Linked DNA regions of Zea mays: region 1 is linked to region 2. Evidence: chromatin contacts called from public Hi-C data. All regions are on one chromosome and are shown on one strand. Each heading gives the region's core, a stretch centred on a gene start, on an enhancer-like site or on the middle of the called end of the contact. The rest is flanking DNA. Distances are from core to core; before and after follow the strand shown.

Region 1 (5,768 bases), core at 2,618-5,117, 120 kb before region 2:
GACAGTACAGTTGGGGCTCCGCTGTGCTTTCTTTTTTGTACCGGCAGCTTTGTGAAGCTTGCCGTCGTACGTCCTCCTCTTCGTCTATAGGCGGTTGCGTCTACCTCCTGCAGATATGGATGTGGTACGTCTTGGACCGAAGTCTTCAAAATTTTATTTAATAAGGCTATATTACTTACTAACATAAATTTCATTTTGCAGGTTTCGCATACCAGTTGGTCGACCACGTGTTTTCCAGCCTAGACCCTGGCCATGGATGATTCATGGAAATGATCGTCTTCGACCGACGTATGCTTATATTTGGGACCAAGTGGCAGCTCCTTTTGCGAGAGCTAAGAGGGCATACATGGAGTATGTTAACGAGTTTGACACCCTTTCTGCCTCTAGCGTAAGTACTCAACAATGAAAAACTTATCGTTATGAAATTTGTTTTATTATACTTAACATAGATTGCTTCATTTTTGTTTTAGGTCACATGGCAGCCATACAACGCACCTGAGTATGCTGGGATGATCTTTAGTGTAGTATGCAGCAGTGAAGATGAACTCTATATGATGCAATGTCCTTTGGTCTGTTTCTGGTGTGTTGAGTGGCACCTACCTCACAGGGTTCAGAGACAGTTTGGTAGGAACCAGCTATGGCCGGTTGAAGATGTTCCTACTTCAAAGGAGCTACACAAGTAAGTTCGCAATCTATAAATCCAGTTTGCAATTTATAACATCAATCATTCTTAACTTTGTGTTATTTATATGATATGATTTGTGTGTAGATTTGACCGGCGGAAGCAAAAGAAGATAACGGACTTTCGTCAACATCATCTGATATTAGTAAATGATTGGGAATCGGGTGCTGAGAATGTATATTCCAACGATGAGTTGCACAACAATAGTGATTACAGGCGGTACCAAGCTTGGTACCAGGGTGCGACTCGTTGTAAGCTTCGCCAGCAGTGGACAGCGGAAGACTACGCCGACATTGATTCTTCAGACGATGAAGAAACGGAGTATGACCTGACCACTAGACTGGGAACCCAAGTGGAGGCGGCACCCATATTAGATCGAGTGGTAAGTTTTACTCGATTTTAATACTCGACATGTATAAATAGTATGTGTGATGCAAATTGTGTTGTACAGGGTAACACATTGCGACGGTCGGTAGAGGACATTGATCGCCAACTTTTGACTACGGGCGACAGCAGCATGCGCAGCTTCTTGCAGGTAAGCCCACATGCATCGTTTATAGCCTTTAGCGTGTTATGAATATGTTGTAAACTAATATGTCTTTGGCATGCAGCGTTTATCTAGGCGCCTACGTGGAGCTGCTGCTCGCTGTGGCTGCAGGACTACTGTTGCACATGACGTCCATGTACCATCGTGTACCGACACAGCAACGCCCTCCACAGGTCTTGGTGCTGGCTTCGACTACGATCACGACGAGATAGGACCTTCACAGCTCGAGGGGGCTCCTTCGACACAGCCATTACAACCACAGGATCGTAGGCGACACCGCTCTCCACAACGTTACACTCCAGGCACCGACGCTTTAGGCAAGGGTAAGACTAGGAGACGTTGAATTGGTTTGGACTCTATGGACTTGTTATGTAACGTATGAATTATATAGACTTGTAATGGACTCATTTGGCCTCTACGGGCTTGTATGACATTTTAATGGACTTGTATGAATTCTATGGACTTGTAATGAACTTGTTTAGACTTTTATGAGCTTGCTTGGAATTGTTTACAATTGTATGCACTTGTATGTTATGCTTATCTATGAGTATGTCTTGGATTGACAAAAAACAGAGAAAACTCTGCCGAAATTTTGTGAAATTGTTGGTTATGTCATGTAGCCTTTACATAACTATTACATAGCCTTTTCAGAAGCATTAATTTTAGGACTAGCATCTATACTTTTCAGATCCATTTCGTAGCCTTTTCAGGAGTGCTTATATAGCCTTTTCAGAGTGTAAAAATAGCCTTTTCAGGATTGTATATATAGCCTTTTCAGAAAAAGAACATAGCGTAGGACATGTAGCCTTTTCAGAACTAGAACATAGCCCTTTCAGAGTTTTTGTACATATCTGATGTTTATAATCTATTACACTATCTATCCTTTAGCCTATATATACACGATCCTTTGTACATTTGCTTCATTGTGCAATAGAATGGCTTCAGGGTCTTCTAGGGGCAAGGGTGCGGTAAATGAGAGACGAAAGGATGGAGGGAAGTTAACTCCAATGTCTTTTGATGGCCCTCTTGGTCCAGATTTTTTTGAAGAGGCGGTTTTTAACTTTCCAGTTCAAAGTAAAAAAGATTTCAACAAAGAGGTTAGACTTAGGTCCTACGATAATAGGAGAGAAGATTGGCCGAAGTGCATGCATGGCGAGGATTGCTTGGTGCAGATGTTCGTTGAGGGTGGAATTGATGGAGGCCGGCGTTTCTTCAGATGTCCTTATGCATATGTACAAATTAATTTCTAGTCCTTTTTTCTAAATACATGGTGGAACTAACTATAAACATTTATGCAGCATTCATTGGTCAAGGAGAATTGTGGGTTCACTCGTTGGGTAGATCCTCGTCCAATTTTTCCTCATGCGGAATACATATCCTACCTACAGAATAGGATATTTGATCTAGAGAGAGAAGTAAGCAACAAAAATGATGAGGAAGAAAGAGACACAAACAATGGTGGTGCTTCACAGGTGCAAGTATGCCCAGATCCATATTGTTGCTGCCCTTGTCACAACAAGAATGTTGGTCCTCCGTCGTCTCCACCGCACCCACAGCAGACACCAACAATGGGAGGATACTATGGGGAAGGCTCAACTCAATTTGGAATGTGGGAGCACTACTAGAAAACTCTTATGTATCAATTGCTTTTAGCGTGTTGGTTATCTATTTCAATTGCTTCAAGTCGCCTTCAAGAATTGCTTTAAATCTACTTTTCATGAATTATGTATTTATGTAATTTTTCATCAATTTGAAGGTAATTCATTACGAAATATCATTGTTCGACAATACATATTACCGAATAATAAGTTCATTATTACATAACTTCAAATAAAACACCAATACTACTGAGTACAACGGGGCCATTTGCCTTTGCGAAATGCATCAGGGTTCTCCTCCATTGCTTCCTTTGCACGACGTGCACGCTCAAGCTTCTTCTCCTTATCTTCCCTGCATTCAGCAACACGCCTCATTTTCTCTTCGTCTTCACGTTGTTGCTCGGCAGCAAGCTCCTCTCGTCTTTTTTTCATCCTCTCTTTGTCCTCTGCATCCCACTTTTGAAGATTCTCCAGCCACTTCTTATCTTTCTCTGATATTTCGGTGTCAATCCACTGCTCAAAATCACATAGCGGTGGAGGAGTCTACAAAATGTGCAATTATTAGTACGCAAAAAAACATTTACAAAAACATTCACAAATGTAAACATATTACAAGACTATTCTCACCATTAAATTCATCCGACGTTGAACAACAGTTGGCTCAAATGCAAAGTTAGCACACATCCAATACCTCTGTCGATAGGTGTCATGATCTTCAGACTTATCGACCTTACAAGGATCACCACAAAAACACATAGGCACTGGAACACCACTTGGCAAAGGCAGCGGGTCGAAGGCAGTTCCGGTCAAAGGACCCTTCCTAAATTTCCATAAACTCTATAACAATCAGAAATATAATAGACTCACAAAATAAGAGGCAGATCCAAAACTTACCTTTGTTTAGCATATTTACCACGCCTAGACATCTCTAGTTTAGAAGAATTGAAATGAGCACAGCAACAAGCCAGACGTAGGGTACTATTTATAGGAACGTACCTCGGCGCCATAGATCTTGGCGCCGAGGTAGGCGTCGTTGACCGGGCGCCTACCTCGGCGCCAAGATCTATGGCGCCGAGGTACGTGCCACGTCAATCCAGATCCCACCGGCGTCTGACGTATAAGCGCCAATAGTATTGGCGCCGGCACACACATGCTCGGCGCCAATGATGACGGCGCCGAGCTAAGGGTCCATTTTTTGAAATGAAACTGCCAGGGGCATAAATGTGGGAAAAAAACCCGAAAAGGGCCAAATTGCAAAAAAGTTGGTGCGGCCGACGCGTTCGTTCCGTGCCGGCCAAGTCGCTGCGCGCTTGCTCTGCTCCTGCCGTGCCGCGGCACGCCGCGCGGGCGTGCGTGCGTCAGCGCTTACAGATGCCTCACTCTTTAGTTTTTACCCGTTCTTATTGCCGAGAGCAGCAGGGGGGCTTCGCCGGGCGGGCGCTGGGTGCTGCGCTTCCGCCGTGCGCCCAACACAAGTGCCTTTATCGCTTTTTTTCCCTTCTTGAGGGACAAAAACGGTGCTGCCGAAAGCGAAGATCTCCTATTCTTCTCCAAGTGCAATGTCCGCATCACGCTGCAACTACTCATAGCTGCTGACGTCCTCACGAGAGAATGAAACGGCACGCTTTCTATCATTCTATGGACGTCTTCGTCTAGTCTTTGTTCAGAAAGTGCCGGTGTTGCTCATCGCTCGTGTCTTCGGCGGCTCGGCCTCCAAACGGCTGGTAGCCTGGTAGTGGTAGAGATAGAGTAAAATAACTAATTTTTTATATAACTCCAATCAAAATGAAATATATGTGTGTATATATATAATGTCTAGTCTCATTTCACTATATCTAAAATAAATAAATAACATGCAATAACCCCATAATATAATACAGTACGATGATACGATTTTGGTCTCCTAAACAAACCACAGCCGGACCATCAAACAGCTATACAACACGGAGACCCTGCCCCCCTGCAAGGTTGTAACCTGTTCACCAGTCACCACGCAGCCGTGCGCCGCTTTTCTGTATGCTGGCAGCCAGTGCCCCGTGGCCCATGGGCGCAGGCCTTATCGGCCGCGATCCTGGCCAGCGCCGCCCGCTCGGCGTCGCGTCTCCGGTCAGGCCGTCACGGCGGCTCCACGTGTGGCCGGCGGGGAACACGTGTAAGGAACAACGCCCAGCAAAGCTCTCCTTCCTCATTAGGATGGCATTGGATAAATATATCCAATTTACACACAGTCATACTCATACTCACTAAGGCTTTGTTCGTTTACACCAATCCCGCTTTGGATTAGCATGGATTGGAATTAAATCCATGCCTCAATCCATGTCCCAAAATAATCCATGACTACTTAATTTTTTTTATTCGGTTAAACCCATCATGGAATATAACCCAAAGGTTTGGAAATTTTTTAAACTATGGAAGATATGGATTCTATCCATAGCCCATTAGGTATGGAACAAATCCATGAGATATTGCACAAGTTTACATTAGAATCCATGGATTAAAAGAATAACTAGCTTTGAAAGTCACATTGATTTGTTAATGGATTTAATCCCACCATAGGATTGGGTGTGAGATATGGATTCACCCAATCCATACCCAAATTAAATCCATGGCGGGATTATATCCCATGTAACCGAACAAAGTCTAAAGAAAAATATCTCATACTTATACCTACTAAGCATTATATACTCATATTCGTTAATATTATAATAAACATGATGATAAAAGTAAATATTGTATACGAAATGTTAAAACCACATACCTTATCAGTACTACAAGATACTAAAATAATATATTATTTATGTGTTAGCATGACAAATTTATCGAACCCAGCATAATTTTATCACAAAGTCAACACTATTTAGCACAAGTCCTTTAATTCGAATGCACATGTCATATGTTAGCGAGTTTAATATCGAGCTAGCGGGTATGGAACAACAGAGAA
Region 2 (5,413 bases), core at 1,962-4,461:
GAGCTTCAACATGTTCTGCTCCGGTGGCCCAGGAGGCAAGCGTCGCACCCGCCCCGATTTTGATTCCATGGAAAAATACAACATTCCCGCCGGACTGGCGATCATCGTACCTCCTGTGCCTCGAGGTGGAGCCACCCGTCTGCGACTCGCGTGGCGAGGCCACATCTGACGCGTGGGTGCGGCGCCACCCGGCGCTTGTCCGGCTCACGGGCAAGCACCCCTTCAACTTAGAGCCTTTGGTGCCGTGGCTGATGGCGCACGACTTCATCACCCCGGCACCGCACCACTACCACTACTAGAAAAATGTCGACTAGAAACCGACGTTCTTACTCTAATAGATCAACGTTCTTATGTTAAGAATATCGGCTTACCGACATACTTAACCGACATACGTGGTGGTGGGGCTCGTGACTCTCGTGAGACGCCCCGCCAAGCTAACCATGGAGCAGCTGGTGACGGAGTTCGAGGCCTTGGAACTCCCCGTGACGCTGGTATGCGTGGCCAACCAACACAAGGAGCATAACAGGGTGTGCCAGAAAGTGGGCTTGAACTGGCCTCAGTGCCATCTCCACGTCCATGCAGTGCGGCACGCGCCTCTGCGACATGCTGTGTCACTACGGCGTCATGGGCGCCACGGATGACGTCGTCAATGTGTGCTTCAATACTGATTCTTTAGAAATACTAAAACATTTATAATTTGGAACAGTCTTACCACATGGATTTAACATATCATAGTGATGTTTGTATTTCTGTATCTATGTTTTATACTAAATTTTAACTCCCGTGGCAACGCACGGGCATTCACCTAGTAAGATATAAGGAGAAAAATATAGAGTGAATTGTTGAATATAGTCTAAATCCATTCTCAATCTGTATATTTCCTGGTAAGATAAAAAATAACTTCTCTTCAACAACTCCTTTCAGTTTCTTTACACTTGGAAAATCAATCTAATCGTGCGGACTCAAAGAGAGGGCTGTAATTTTTTTGGCGACACTTGTAGTATTAACTCTACTATTACCGCTTTTCGTCCTCTAACATCTCCAATTTATCGAAGTTTCCTTTTATTATTGCATCATGTCATTATTGTTTTCATTATGGGTGGAGGCGCAACAATAAATAGATTCACTAACTTAATCATTGGTCTTATCCTTCAGCTATTGTTTGGCTAGCTCTATTTCATAGTACTCAGAAACTAGGAAAGATGGACAACAGATTTTGGAAGAAAAATCAGATCTAGACAAAGCAGAGGAAACAAAAGTCTCGTGTACACAGGTGTGTTCCCATTTAGTTCATTTTCGTATGTAGTTGTATTTTTTTGGGAGACAATATAAAGCTAACTTAGAGCATCTTCCAGAAATTATAAAATTCACTTTCAATCTATATTTTTTGTAAGATTAAGTATAACTTCTCTTCCACCACTTCTTATTTTAACTTCCAGTTTAATGCACTTGGAAAACCAAACTAATCGCATGGAAATATCCGTGTACCTATCGATTCACCGGTTTGGAGGTACCATAACATGAAAAGAATAAGGAGTAACAGAGTTTTTTCAATGCAAATGCATAAGATCAACTTGAGTAGTTCTCTAAAACAATTTCTAAATCAACAATTTAGACAGCTAATCTAAAAACTCATCCTCAACATCTCTATATATGCTTTTATTTAAAATTTAGCTACTTCTCATTTAACCTCATTCTTCCTCTACATCTAGCAACTATTTAGCAACTCCCTAAACAAAAACTTATGTTACTTATTTATTTTGGTATTTTTTTCACTTTGTAGTAAAGATATATTAGAAGGGGCTTATACGCCGACCACCGATATACAATTGTGGCAACTAGTCATCTTGAGATTAAATAATTGACAATACAACAATCGTACATGCACACGTCGGAAATTATCGAATAAATAATTGTTGTAGCAAATAAAAAACCAACACAGCTCACCAGGTTGAATCTGTCATGTCAAAATTTTGAGATCGATATACGAAAGAGAGATGAAAACAAAAGTAAAAAAGTGGTCCCAATCAAACTGGTGGCATGATAAGTTTTAATATATTTAGACTCTAATATATAGAGAGGAGGAGATGAGTTTTTTTTTCTTCCTATATTATTTGAGGATTTGCTAAATCTAGCATTTAGGAAGTACAATTATACATAACTATTGGAATTACTCTACGAGAGTAAAGATACAAAATTATTTGGTGTGTTTTATAACCATTCGAAAATTTTAATACAAAATACTTGCTATATTTTAGAAACAAGTTTTTGAAAGTTGTTCGAACCGAAGAAATGTGATTTCAATATTTTATAGGCACTTAGAGAACTCATTGATTTATCGTATATGGCCTCTTTTGGATTGAGGGAAGTTTTTCTGTTTTCATGTGTTTTTCTGTGAAAGTAAATTGATTCATGTGAAATTTTCATATAATTTCTATGAAATTCTCGCATTCAAAAGGAGGCTTATATTTTGCTGGAAACTACCGAAGATGCTATAATTTATACTATTCTATTAAAATCTTAATCCTCAGTGCCGACACTCTGGGCCCACTCCAGACGCCCCGCATCGCGCGTCGTACCCTATGGACCTCACATCAACGCTTTCTATGGACCTCAGGGCTCGTGCAGCTACTGCGTCTACCTAGCACTCACCCCCACGCTCAATGTTCATAAAATTTAGGGCTAACCACTAGACAACACATATCTTAGTGTTTACAAATGAACAATAATTATATTTAAATAAATATATCAATATCTATTTATTTGATATATAACAATAGTAGCAAATCAGAGCAACTGACTAATTTTTTATATGGAAGAATATTCTTGCTTCCACAAATGTTCGTTTGCACCATTTTACGTACCACTCCATCTCACGCGGATATGGCGTCTTTCCGGTTTTTATTGTTTTTTCATGTTCAGTGAGTTTCCAAATAGTAAAGGTCATGTTTGGTTTCAACAGATTTTAGATAATGCAGAGGTAACACTTATCTAAAACAAAATCCTACGATCTTAGAATCTGAGTGAAACTGAACGCCGCCAAAACGGCGCAGCATTCCAACCATCGCCTTGCGCACTCCGCCTCAGCCAGCCCCACCGTTATCCCAACGGCGCAAACCCGCAAGTTCGTTCGTTGTATTTTGAGAAAATCCCGTTCCGGACGGGAGAAAAACGCAAATTAAAAGGCGAAACTAAGCCTAGCCAGCCGCTGCCCCCACCAGAGCAGAGGCCGCCACGCGCTCTCGTCCCTTCTCAACCCCTCCTTCTCCTCCGCTCCCCCCGCGCGGCGCGGAAGAGAGACCAAAGGGGACGGCAGCCAGGAAGGAAGAGGAGGCTTCGAGATTTTTGCGGAACCCCCACGCCACCCCCCTCTGCACACCACCACAACCTTCTCCTCATAGCCTGCCTCTCGCGTAGGGTTTGCGCGCGCCACCGTCTCCACTCCAATCCCAGCACCACCCGTCCTACCGCCGCCGCATTCGGAGCTCTGCATCTGCCTGCAGCCCGATTCGCCAATCGCCACCGAGCCTCGAGAAGCCTCGCCGTACCGGTTTGGGGATTTCTGGTTTCCCTTTCTCACTGTTACTGTTGCTGGGATCTGAGGAGTGTTTGTATTGGTGCTAATTGTTTCTGCCGATTTGGGCGTGATTATCCAGGCTGAGTGGTATTGGTGATGTCGGCTGATTAGATTTGGGGGTGTATTGGTAGAGGGGATTCGTTTTTTTTAGGAGGGGGACGTCTGGACGTCTACCTTCTCTGCTATTGGATTGGGCTCCGTGATCGAGACTGCTCCGTGAAGTTTTTGGTCCTAGGGATTGTGTTTTTTTGATCGGCCCGGACCAGGAATAGAGGGTTCTTCTCTTGAGAAGATCTAGGGCCGCGTGTTCTATCGTCGTCTGTAGATAAAATCAAAAGAAAAAAGAAAAAAAGAAAATAGAGAGGGAGAAAAAAAAGAGAGAGCGAGAGATATAGAGAGGTAGTGGAAGGGAGGTTGGAGGTTATGGCGCTGAATTACTCGTCACGCTCGCTCCTGGTGACCGATGAATGTGCCAACATGATGCTTGGTTGTGGGTGCTGGTCGGATGAGGCCTCTCCTGTATCATCCTCCGGGGTGAATTCACTGTGGTGGAATGAGCCTGAGATGGAGATGAAGGAGGCGGATCCTGTGGATCTCTTACCCACGGACCCCTTTGGGATGAACCTGGAAACTACGTTCACAGCTGCGATCGCCAGTTGCATCGGGGACCTCACGTTCATGTCTGGTGCTGGGCATTTTGGAAGCGGTGATGACGATGATTTCTCTGATGACCTGAGTTATTACTTGAACCAGGCTTTTATGCTCACTCCGGAGCCATGGAGTGGTGCCTATACTGGTGGTTTTGAGGATTCTTTTGTGTGTGGAGGCCTCTCAGGTGCTGGAGGCATGGAACAGTTTTCACGGTTGCCTCCTAGTATGTCCTACTCTATTGGGGTCATGGAGGACCCATATAGCTCTTGTCACCCAGCTTTGTCATGCTGTGATAATATGGTTGAGGAGGACCCATCTAGCTCTTGTAACCCAGCTTTGGCATGCTGGGATATGGTTGATGTTGCTCCTGTCCAGGAGGGAAATGATGCACATGAAGCGATGGTGTTTGTTCTGAGCTATCTTGGCTTACGTGACATCCTCTCTGTTGAGATGGTGTGCAAGTCATTGCATTCAGCTGTCCGGAACGAACCCTTTTTATGGAAGTGCATCCATATTGACTCGCGCTTGGGGAAGAAGATGTCTGATGCTGATCTTCTGTGCCTGACACAGAAGTCCCCAGGTTCTATGCAGTGCCTGAGTCTTATGCACTGTAACAACATCACAGATCAGGGATTGAAAGCTGTTTTAAAGAGTAATCTACAGTTAACAAAGGTTAGTATTGTGTGATCCATAGGAATCTGTTTTATTCATGATACATCTCCATAGGAATCTAGTTTTTATCTTACGATATTCTTGGCAATCCAACGTTATAATGTTATATTGCTGGCTTGCTGCACTATCTTATATTATTGTTATTGTCTTGAAAATGTTGTACATTGTTGTTGAATTCTGTACTTACAGCTCTGAGCATCCAGCCAATGTTATAGGGTGCTTATGTACTGCTGTGGTACATGGCTTGGCTACTCTCTATTTGGATATATGAGATGAACTGAAAACTTAGATTCAACATTTTTTTTCATTTAGCTAATTTCATTCATCTGTGATTTGTCTATATGATATTTGCCACTGAGACAAAGGTTAAGAGTTCGACACAGCCTCTCTGCAAAATGCAGGGGTACGGCTTTCAGTTATTCTATCAACAAACCCTACTCATGTGGGAGCTGCCAGCATTGGGTCTGTCTATAAAGATATTTGCCAGACCACAAACTAGAATGCAAAATAGCT

What was found. A called contact is a pair of places that touch in the nucleus more often than the background predicts.
Region 1: a contact with region 2 is called in a Hi-C map of leaf, with 4 times the contacts expected there. The contact joins the promoter of LOC103641778 here to the promoter of LOC100382612 in region 2. A contact is called at or near these places in 1 of 25 Hi-C or Micro-C datasets (leaf) and 1 of 3 datasets of contacts at active chromatin or transcription factors (seedling).

Annotation. Positions count from the first base shown.
Region 1 is chr10:128,963,323-128,969,090 of Zm-B73-REFERENCE-NAM-5.0, reverse strand. LOC103641778 reads right to left here and starts at 3,867. Exons shown (of 3, transcript XM_008665113.3): 1 at 3,722-3,867; 2 at 3,455-3,647; 3 at 2,994-3,370. The coding sequence starts at 3,834. The coding sequence ends at 3,074. LOC109943199 reads left to right here and starts at 2,128. Exons shown (of 2, transcript XM_020546131.1): 1 at 2,128-2,461; 2 at 2,528-2,879. The coding sequence starts at 2,165. The coding sequence ends at 2,854. LOC109943021 (protein MAIN-LIKE 1-like) reads left to right here. Exons shown (of 8, transcript XM_020545761.3): 3 at 1-124; 4 at 202-388; 5 at 471-679; 6 at 770-1,064; 7 at 1,134-1,217; 8 at 1,294-1,996. The coding sequence ends at 1,572.
Region 2 is chr10:128,845,647-128,851,059 of Zm-B73-REFERENCE-NAM-5.0, reverse strand. LOC100382612 reads left to right here and starts at 3,211. Exons shown (of 3, transcript NM_001366798.1): 1 at 3,211-4,900. The coding sequence starts at 4,001.